Linked DNA regions of Gossypium hirsutum: region 2 is linked to region 1. A link is a contact called in public Hi-C data. All regions are on one chromosome and are shown on one strand. The core of a region is the stretch at or near the end of the contact, and the rest is flanking DNA. Distances in the headings are between cores, read along the strand shown. Region 1 has its middle 15 kb from the start of LOC107901095. Region 2 holds the start of LOC107901093 (WD repeat-containing protein VIP3).

Region 1 (4,713 bases), core at 924-3,423:
AAGGATAAGAGGTAAGAATGTTCAATACAAGAAAAAGATGATTTGTGATACTGACGGGGGACTATTGGTTCTGTATTTTTTCCTAGGTTAATACTTGAAGTTGCAGGTTCTCACTATCAGCTGCATTTATTAACTCGTACTAAAAAGTTGTTGCATCAAAATTGTGCTTCTCTTTACTGTGCTTCTAGGGTACTGACTTCTCACAGTGTTACATGCACTAGGTTATGCTTTAAGTCATTATTTGTAATCAATTTTGCATTGCACTCTTCTATCTCTCTCTCTCTCTCTCTCTCCACCTTTCTCCTAGTAAGAAATCTAAAATGTTTGCAGGTAAACTGCTCTCTTGGATTTCCTGATTGAAAGACCTATATACCTGGGATTCAATGCTAGATTGCCATCTGCCATGTTCTGATAAACCTGCATTGCCACTGAGGTAACCTTTGTCTAGTCTTCACCATAAACCTTTCCAGGCATTTTATATTTTTCTTTACAATTATTTTTGCAAGAGAAAATATCTACATTCTTTATTTTCGTTCTCTTAGGGAAGGCGAGTCATTATTTCTAGGACATTGTCTAAACCTTGGCAGTGCTCATGTTATGTAATGTTCATCCCCTGCAGTTTAAAGCTTACATTTGATTTAGTTTTACATGCATCTCAACTTGCTTTATATAAAAAGTTTGATATATTGGATGGGCACATAAGGAATCTTGTCATGTTTGTATTGAGACATAAGTTCTTTATGTAATTTCTCCTCTAGGAAAGTAGACTTTAGGCTTGAGTATACGTTTGCTTTAGTGGCTATCATTGTAACTCAAGCTGCTTGCTGGTATTTGGTTTAATTGTTCATATATTGGCCTCTTCAGTTATCATGTTTAAGCATTGCTGAATTCATTAGAAACTTGAGATTCTTTTGCGTAAAAATTGCACACCTTGTTTGGTTACCACAGTAGGGGCGAAATGATTCTGAGGTGCTTCTGGTATTTACTTGTTGAGAACTTTGATCTGGCGTCCTGCTTTGCAGTGCTTCTGAGTGTATGGTTAGGGATGACTATCGTTTTTAACTAATTTTGTTCAGTTTCTTGGAATCATTCCTGTATGTCGTGGTTTGAAAATCAAGTTGCAAAACAAAAGAAATTGTTCCTGTATGATGTGGTTCGATAATCAAGTCGCAAAACAAAAGGAGGAAATTGTGGAGGTTGGGTTGTTTCCTTTGTTCATTCATCATATTAGTAACTAAGCAGAGACTGCCCTCCCAATTTGCATTCATATGACCTTTAAATATTTATAAAATTTTCCTTGGAAAAGAAATCGACCCTGACAATTAATTGTGAGCCTGTTTCTCAGTTCTGTTTAAGCTTGTAAAGGTCTAGTTATGCTGGGAAATTCTGCTGCGGGGATGGAAATATACACTCAAGTGTTTTACCTTGAAATACTTGTGTATTGAAATGCAGGGAAGTTTCAACCAATAATATGTGGGCTTTATTTTGCATTTTTGTGGTTGTCAAGTATTAATTTTTTGGTGACTGAATTAAAAAAAGGCCCATACTTTGTACCTGCAATCGTTAGTTCAACGCAGAATTGAGCCAATTGCGATGATTCAAGGGCAGATTTCTATCATACAAAACTTCCATGACATTGTCTGTAGACCACAAAGCAAGACATTTTTCCATACTTTATTTCTTAGGAATCTTCTCATTTGGTTACTGTATTATTAATACATGTATTACAATAGTTAGATATAAAATAAAAAATAATTCCTACAAATTTAAGCTTGAAATTAGAAAGATAAGTAAAAATTCTTGTCTTTTTATTGCTAAAAGTAAGTCATGAAAATAGTTAAATATCATTAATTGAATTAATTTATTACTAACTCATACTAAAATATGTGCTAAAACATGTGTAAAAAATAATACTCTTATTATTAATGATTTTAGTAATCTTTAATTAATTAATGCTGCACCACTGATGTGGCTGTTAGCTTGATGGTAAGGATTTTGGAATTTATTATATTTTTCATGTCATTTATTTGATAAAAACTAAACAAAGTAAAAACCAATTCCATCTCTAGTAATCTTTTAGTTTTTCGTCGTCGGATTTGCTGGCGGTGTCGTCGTATTCTTCTTCTTTCGAACAAACCTTTCTTGTTTTTGGGTGAGTAGCTCGTCTGTCACCTCCTGTTCTGAACGTAGTTCGTTGCGGCCATGGACAGAGAAGCTGAGGTGGAAAAAACGGTGCAATAGTGGGAGTGGAACTGTTGCAGAAACGGAGCTGGGAATAGTGTTATATTTGCTCTTCAGTTTTCAAACATATAAAAGTTTCACTATGACCAATGTTTTCCAATTTGTGTGCGGGACAAGAGGGGAAAAGAAGAAAAAAAATTGAAAATCAACAAGATGGTAAGTAAAGGGACCAAACGGAGCCGTTTGAAATTCCATCACAATAAAACAAATTTAAATATAGCTGGTGGAATACATGTCATGGATTTAGAGAGATTTTTATATTTTTGTTTGGTAAGCTTCTGCTTTGCAAAATTTTTAAGTTTGATCCCTTCATGCTTCTGGTAATATTGATATTCTCTATGCAGGTGTGGATTTATCAATTTTGCTAGTAATAGGAAATGTTTATGCTGCCAAGAGGCATGGCTCAAGAGATTGTTAAATCTTGGGGAATGGGAATGCCCTCCGTATGTTTCTCTATTTCCAGCTCCGCAACGGTTCCGCTCTCACTGTCGTACCATTGTTTTTTCACCTCAGCTTCTTTGTCCATAGTCGAAACGGACTACTCTCGAAGAGGAAGGTGACGAACGAGCAACCTGATCAGAAAGAAGTGAGGGTTGTCAAGAAGAAGAAGAATTCGGTGAGGCTCCTGACGAGTCTAACGGCGAAAAAATTGTTCTGGCGAAGGTGATTGAGAGGATTATTAGAGATGGAATTGACTTTTATTTTGTTTTGTTTTATCAAATAAATGACATTTAAATGTGTTAAGGATATTATTATTATTATTATTATTATTATTATTATTGTGGGATATCTTTTAGGAATATTTAAATATAGACAAGAATAAGGTAATCTCATTTTATTCATAAACCTTAAATGTATACATAATATTTATAGGAAAGATATATAATATATTCTTAAATATATGCCTAAAAGATATATAATATATTTAAAAAAGATAATATCCCATAATAATGTATTCCTTAAATATATCCCAATAATAATATCCTAACACCCCACTCAAGTTCGAGCATGCAGATCATAAATGCTGAACTTGTTGAGAAGCTATTCAAATTGCAATTTATCAAGCACCTTTGTAAAAATGTTAGCCAATTGAACTGAGGCCAGGACAAAAGAAGGTGCAATCAACTTATCCTGGATTGCATCCCTAGCAAAGTGACAATCCATTCAATATGTTTAGTATGCTCGTGAAATACAAGATTCTGTACAATATGCAACGCAAATTGACTATCACAAAAAAAATAGCTTTAGGATGATGAACACCTAAGCTCAATAGCAAGGCCTTTAGTTACTTGAACTCACAAGTGACGGAAGCCATAGACCTATACTCATCCTCAGCGGAAGAATAGGAAGCAATATGTTGTTTCATAGGTTTTCAGGAAATAGGAGATTACCCCAAAAATACAAGCTGGCCAGTAAGTGAATGCCGAGTTGACAGACAAGTAGCTAATATGAATCACAGCTCCCCTTTAAGGACAAATCACTATCAGATCTTAATAAAACTCCTTGGCCAATATAGCCTTTAAGTATTGGACAACCCGTAGAGTTGTGTCCCAATGCTCCTGCCTATAAACTAAGATAATACATGAACCGAGTATGCTAAATCAGGTCTGGTCACTACCAAAAAAATCAAACGATCCATTAACCATCTGTACAACTCAGGATCAGTTAAAACCGCCCCTATAGCATGTGCCAATCTATGATTTTGCTCTATTAGGAGTCCTGCGGGCTTTGCTCCCAAAAAACCCATCTCTGAAATAATATTAAGTGCGTATTTCCTTTGACAAAGAAATATACCCAAAGAACTATGAGCTACCTCTATCCCCAAAAAATATGTCATAATTGCAAAAAATACTCTCAACGTTTAGGGGTTTTTGGTTTTGTTGCATTGACCTTTAATTTATTGTGGCCCCTAACATAACGATTTTTTCACAATTCAGTCCAATTTTAATGGGAAACGTCAGTTGACCGTTAGTCAAGCGCCGATCAATAAAACTATTTATGTGGCGTGCCAAGTTGAAGATGATGTGTCAAGAAAATAATTAAATATAAAATTAAAAAGAAATAAATAATCTAAAAAATAACCCCAAATCGTGAAATCCCAAATTACCCCAAAAAATTATAAATCCCAAATCATGAAATCCCTAAAAACTGTAATTCCCAAATCGTCGTTGAATCCTTAAAACTCTTACGATAAAAAAAAAGCTTCAACAATTTCCAATATTCAAGAAAATCGCGACAACAAAAGAGTTTGATTGCAAAAGAAATCTCAGGGGAAGGAGGGGGCAAAGATTGATATGATTAGGGCAGACTTCGTAACCCAAATTGAAAGGTAGGTGATTATTGATTGGGTTTTTTGGGAAAATGTTATGGTTATTTATTTATTTTTAATTTGGTATAATTTAGATACCCAAAGTAAAAAATGTTATGGTTATTGTCTGCTGTAGTTTCAATTGCCATAAAAATAGGTTTTTT
Region 2 (4,713 bases), core at 1,298-3,797, 110 kb after region 1:
AAGCTCACCCCTACATGGCGCCATAACTTGGTCTCTCAACCGACAATTGGCTTGTGATTGGAAATGATATTGTCAAGCACAATATTTATGAGATTTATGAGGAGTACTTGGGCATGGCTTCGGAGGGTGAATACGTAAAAGGTCTCCATGTAAAAATAACGTGGTTGAAACATAATTTTACAATGAATGAAATTCAAGTGCAGAGGATTTTGAGGCAACTAAAAAAGTATATGTTCTGCGCTTGATAAGAGGAAATGATGCAAACTCTTGCTCGGAGTTGATTACGAGTTGCGAATGTTCCCAATCGCAAATTAAGTAGTATCGCAATTGAAGGCTAATTTTGAAATGGTTTCAAGATGGTCAGTTTTCAAAGGGGTGTTAGATGGATAATTTGGCTAAGTTGAGTTTAAAATTAAGGTTGAAAAATGAACCAATATTATAGATGGATATTGACTCGATTCTTATGTCAACACTTAGTGAAGGAATTGGCTAAAAATAACAAACCGTGACCCTCTATCTAAAAACATAGGAACCAAACAGTATAAGGATGAACGCCACACTTGCTGGAAGTGATAAGTTTAGAATGAATCAGATTGACGCCACTAGACTTAGCTACATAATTCAATTGAGTCACAAAAGAACAAAGAGTTGAATAACTCACAATTTGTTTTAAATTCATAAAAGGTGCAAAAAGTTCTGATTACATTCTTTGGATCAAATATTTATAGGCTGATACAAGATCCAACCGAATGGACAAATTCTGAATCAGCTTAATTGAGCTGGCTGCCAATTAAATTGAACAATGATTTCCCTTGAATGTTTCTAAGCTTGGAAGACGCCAACAACCATGGTCTTTGCATTTCCCGAGTGGTCAGCTAGATGAACTTGGAAGTTAGCTAAATCATGCAAGTATCTGATCATCTAAGATGTATGAACATGAATTAAACATTCTTGGGTAGCCGAACAAGCATCATTGATTTATTGCTGGTTGTGGTGCACAAACAGCCACCAGGTGTGAACAGTCAAAATTGGGTGGACACTTAGGTGTGAACTGAAATTATTCAGTTGTTTAATCAAGTGAGGAAACTCTTGACCATTGGCTTCCACGAAGAGGTGATTGGGAGAGAGCAAACAACAGCTTCTTGGTGCATGCATGTCCAGATGCATGATTTCCTTAAATGATGTCCATTGAATCTGTTAATGAGCAGCCAATGCATTCAACCTACAAGACAAAATTAATACTCGGTTTAAATACAATCAAAGACTTAATTTAGACACAATTTAATTTGTCTAAACAATAGACACAATTAAAACGTCTGAACTAAGACCAAATTAAAGCACATAATAAAGCTGTACAAAATAAGACAAGATTAATAAACTTAAGACATATTTAAAATGCTCAGGTTATGACATATTTAAAACTAAAGTTATTGATGTTCAAACCATGTCATAATTATGAAACCTTAAACTAATTTAATTAACTAACTAGAACCGAGTTAACTCTTTATTCCAGCAATTATATTAACAAACTGAAATTAAAACTTCATTTTGCACTTGGGCCCCTCATGCTTGGGCCAATTCCGATGTCGTCGAATTGTATCATGACATGATGAGGCCATGAATGTCGGACAAATCTAGTAATTTGGTTCACGTGGCATATCTCCCAGTGATAGCTAATCTAGAGTAATGTAGAGGCTGCAGTTAGGGTTCAGTTGTCCTTACATTCTCATACTGGGAGATGTGTCGAGGTGCATTAGATAGGGTAGGCCAGATGGAGCCATGGAGGGTTGTATAACGTTGTTGCAATCCTAGGCTTGGTATAAAGTACCATTCCTTACCCCAATTACAAGAGCCTCCATTGAATACCCTCTGGTGGCAAGGTAAAAGTATTTATTTTCCTATTTGATTACATTCACAGTGTAGTTATTATTTTTTAAATTAAATGGTATTGTTATTTTTTAATAAAAAAATTATAACTTTTTTTTATAAATTTTGTTTATAAATATTTAATAATTTTTAAATTTTAAAAGGGCTTAATTTTTTTTTAATTTGTTACTAAGGCCTTTTGGATCCTTTAGCCTTACTAGTTTCAAAAATTTCTAATTCACTTCCAATAAAAGAGTATGGGTCAAATTGAATAAATGTGTAAAGGTTGAGAGCTAAAATTTGTTATTATAACTTATATATAAACACTAAAACAAACATTTATCAGTGCAATTTTAACGGAGGGGTTTTTTTTTTGCTCACTCATTTAACGTAAACGAGTTAATGTACCCATCTTTAAGTAGAAGGGGCTAAAATGCAATCTAGAATATAATAAAAAGGTTTTGTGCTACTATTATCGATAAAAATACCTTCAATTATACTTATTGTTTTATAAAAATATTAAATTTTTGGTAATTTTACAATTGAGTTACTGCCGTCAGTAATATATATTTTTTAAATTAAATAAAAACTTTAAATAATAAGTGTAGGTATGAGTAGGCCTGTTATATTGTCATGGATCTTATATGTATAGCCCAAATCTAATAAGGCCCTATACCTATAACCACTGCAATCCAATTTCCAATCCTTCTTCCACATCACAAATCCAACAAATCGGATCTCCAGAAAGGAAATCTCAAAACTCCCCAAAAAACCCAAACTTTTTTACACTTCATTTTTACTTGCAAAATCAGCTACCTGCTACAAATGGCGAAATCAATGAAACTGGCGGGCCTCAAATCCGTGGAAAACGCCCACGATGAGTCGGTTTGGACTGCAACATGGGTTCCCGCCACCAACTCCCGCCCGCCCCTTCTCTTAACCGGCTCACTCGACGAAACCGTCAAGCTGTGGAGGCCCGACGAGCTCGAGCTCGTGCGCACCAACACCGGTCACTGCCTCGGCGTCGTTTCGGTGGCTGCCCATCCTTCAGGTGTCATCGCTGCCTCCGCCTCGCTCGACAGTTTGGTTCGCGTGTTTGACATTGACACCAACGCCACTATTGCCACTCTCGAAGCTCCGCCTTCCGAGGTCTGGCAAATGCAATTCGATCCCAAGGTAAGCGCTTTTTATTTCTTATTTTGCTCTTTTTCTTCAAGTGAGCAACTATTTTAATTATGGAAATTGATTAATTTATGAATTATTTGAATATTAAATTTGAAGGCCACTGATAAAGATACAATTTAGTATTAAATGAAGTGTTCATTCAATGAAAGAAATTCAAAATAATGATGGATGCCTCAATCAGAATCTAATAGAGTAGCGCAGGCAAAATCGAGTATTCCATTGTAATGAATGGAATTGTTATTGTAGCCATTACAATTGGAACATTACGTTAAATGAAGTTAAGCTTGGTAATTGGCAAATGCACTCTTTCCAACATGTTATATCACTTTTCCTGGTAACCTCATGTTAACAAAATTATCTCCAAGAGGCTTGCTTTGCATTAATCTATCGGTTTGTGTTTGCTACTTTTGTCATGATAAATTATCTCTATTTGTCTTTGTTGAACTTCCCTGGGATTTAATGATAAAATATTAATATCTTTTCAGTTTTGCTTGTAGTCTTATTTTAGTATCATTCCTACTACTTAATGATGAATAATTTTCGCGATGATAATTTGTGAATTAGGTGCTATGCTGAATGTCTTTTACACTCTTAAGGGCTTTTTTAGAATTTGTTTTGGGTGGCTTTCAAAATTAGGGTACAACACTTGCTGTTGCTGGTGGGGGTAGTGCATCAATCAAGCTGTGGGACACTGCAACATGGAGGTTGGTTTCAACTTTATCAGTCCCTCGTCCTGAAGGACCGAAGCCCTCTGATAAAAGCAGTAGCAAGAAGTTTGTACTATCCGTTGCATGGAGTCCTGATGGACGACGACTTGCTTGTGGCTCAATTGATGGCACAATTTCCATTTTTGATGTACCTCGTGCCAAATTTCTACATCACCTTGAAGGCCATTACATGCCGGTTAGGTCTCTTGTGTTTTCTCCTGAACCTGATGGACGGAAGCTGTACTCAGCATCTGATGATGGTCATGTGCATGTCTATGATGCTGAGGGGAAAGCTATAATTGGGGCAATGTCAGGTCATTCTAGCTGGGTGTTGAGTGTGGATGTAAGCCCCGATGGTGAGGCTATTGCAACTGGCTCAAGTGACAAAACTGTAAGACTATGGGATTTTAAGATGAGAGCAGCTATACAGACAATGAGTAATCACACAGATCAAGTCTGGGCTGTGGCGTTTCGACCTGGTGGAGGGGGTCGCCTTGCTAGTGTGTCAGATGACAAGAGTATATCGTTGTATCATTGTTCCTGAAGTATTGATGACTTATTGAAATTAATAACATTAAGGAGCATTTTCGTTACTTGATGTTGCTACATGTTTAGCTGTATGAAACTTGGCTTTTGATTTTGTGCTGTCTCGTTTTTTCATTGAAAAGAGAAGTAAAATTTTGGCAGACTTGCATGGAGGAAGGTTCCTTTCAACCATGAAGAAACCTGTCTTGTGATTCGCTTTGTTATTGTTTGGGAACATCATAAATGTTAGGGTCACTATTTAACTTAATTTCTGGCTTTGTATTTTGTTGTTACTTAGTGGTTTCAATGATGTTGTACATAAACTTGACAGTGAATTTGGAAAGTTTCATTTCACATTGTAAATGGAAATGGAAGAGACAATTTTTCTGTATTGATGCTATCCTTTTTATCGTAATATTCATATATTTGG

Evidence for each region. A called contact is a pair of places that touch in the nucleus more often than the background predicts.
Region 2: a Hi-C map of leaf shows a contact between it and region 1, with 4 times the contacts expected there. The contact joins the promoter of LOC107901093 here to the enhancer-like site in region 1. A contact is called at or near these places in 9 of 34 Hi-C or Micro-C datasets (anther, hypocotyl, leaf and 1 more).

What each region holds. Positions count from the first base shown.
Region 1 is chrD06:13,885,883-13,890,595 of Gossypium_hirsutum_v2.1, forward strand. No RefSeq gene overlaps it. Among protein-coding and RNA genes, the nearest start is that of LOC107901095, 15 kb to the left of the region's middle. Within about 2 kb of position 2,174, at least 3 of the 9 cell types and tissues checked have an H3K27ac peak or open chromatin away from gene starts, as enhancers often do.
Region 2 is chrD06:13,994,292-13,999,004 of Gossypium_hirsutum_v2.1, forward strand. It overlaps LOC107901093 (WD repeat-containing protein VIP3), which reads left to right and starts at 2,548. Exons shown (of 2, transcript XM_016826960.2): 1 at 2,548-3,042; 2 at 3,688-4,674. The coding sequence starts at 2,692. The coding sequence ends at 4,302.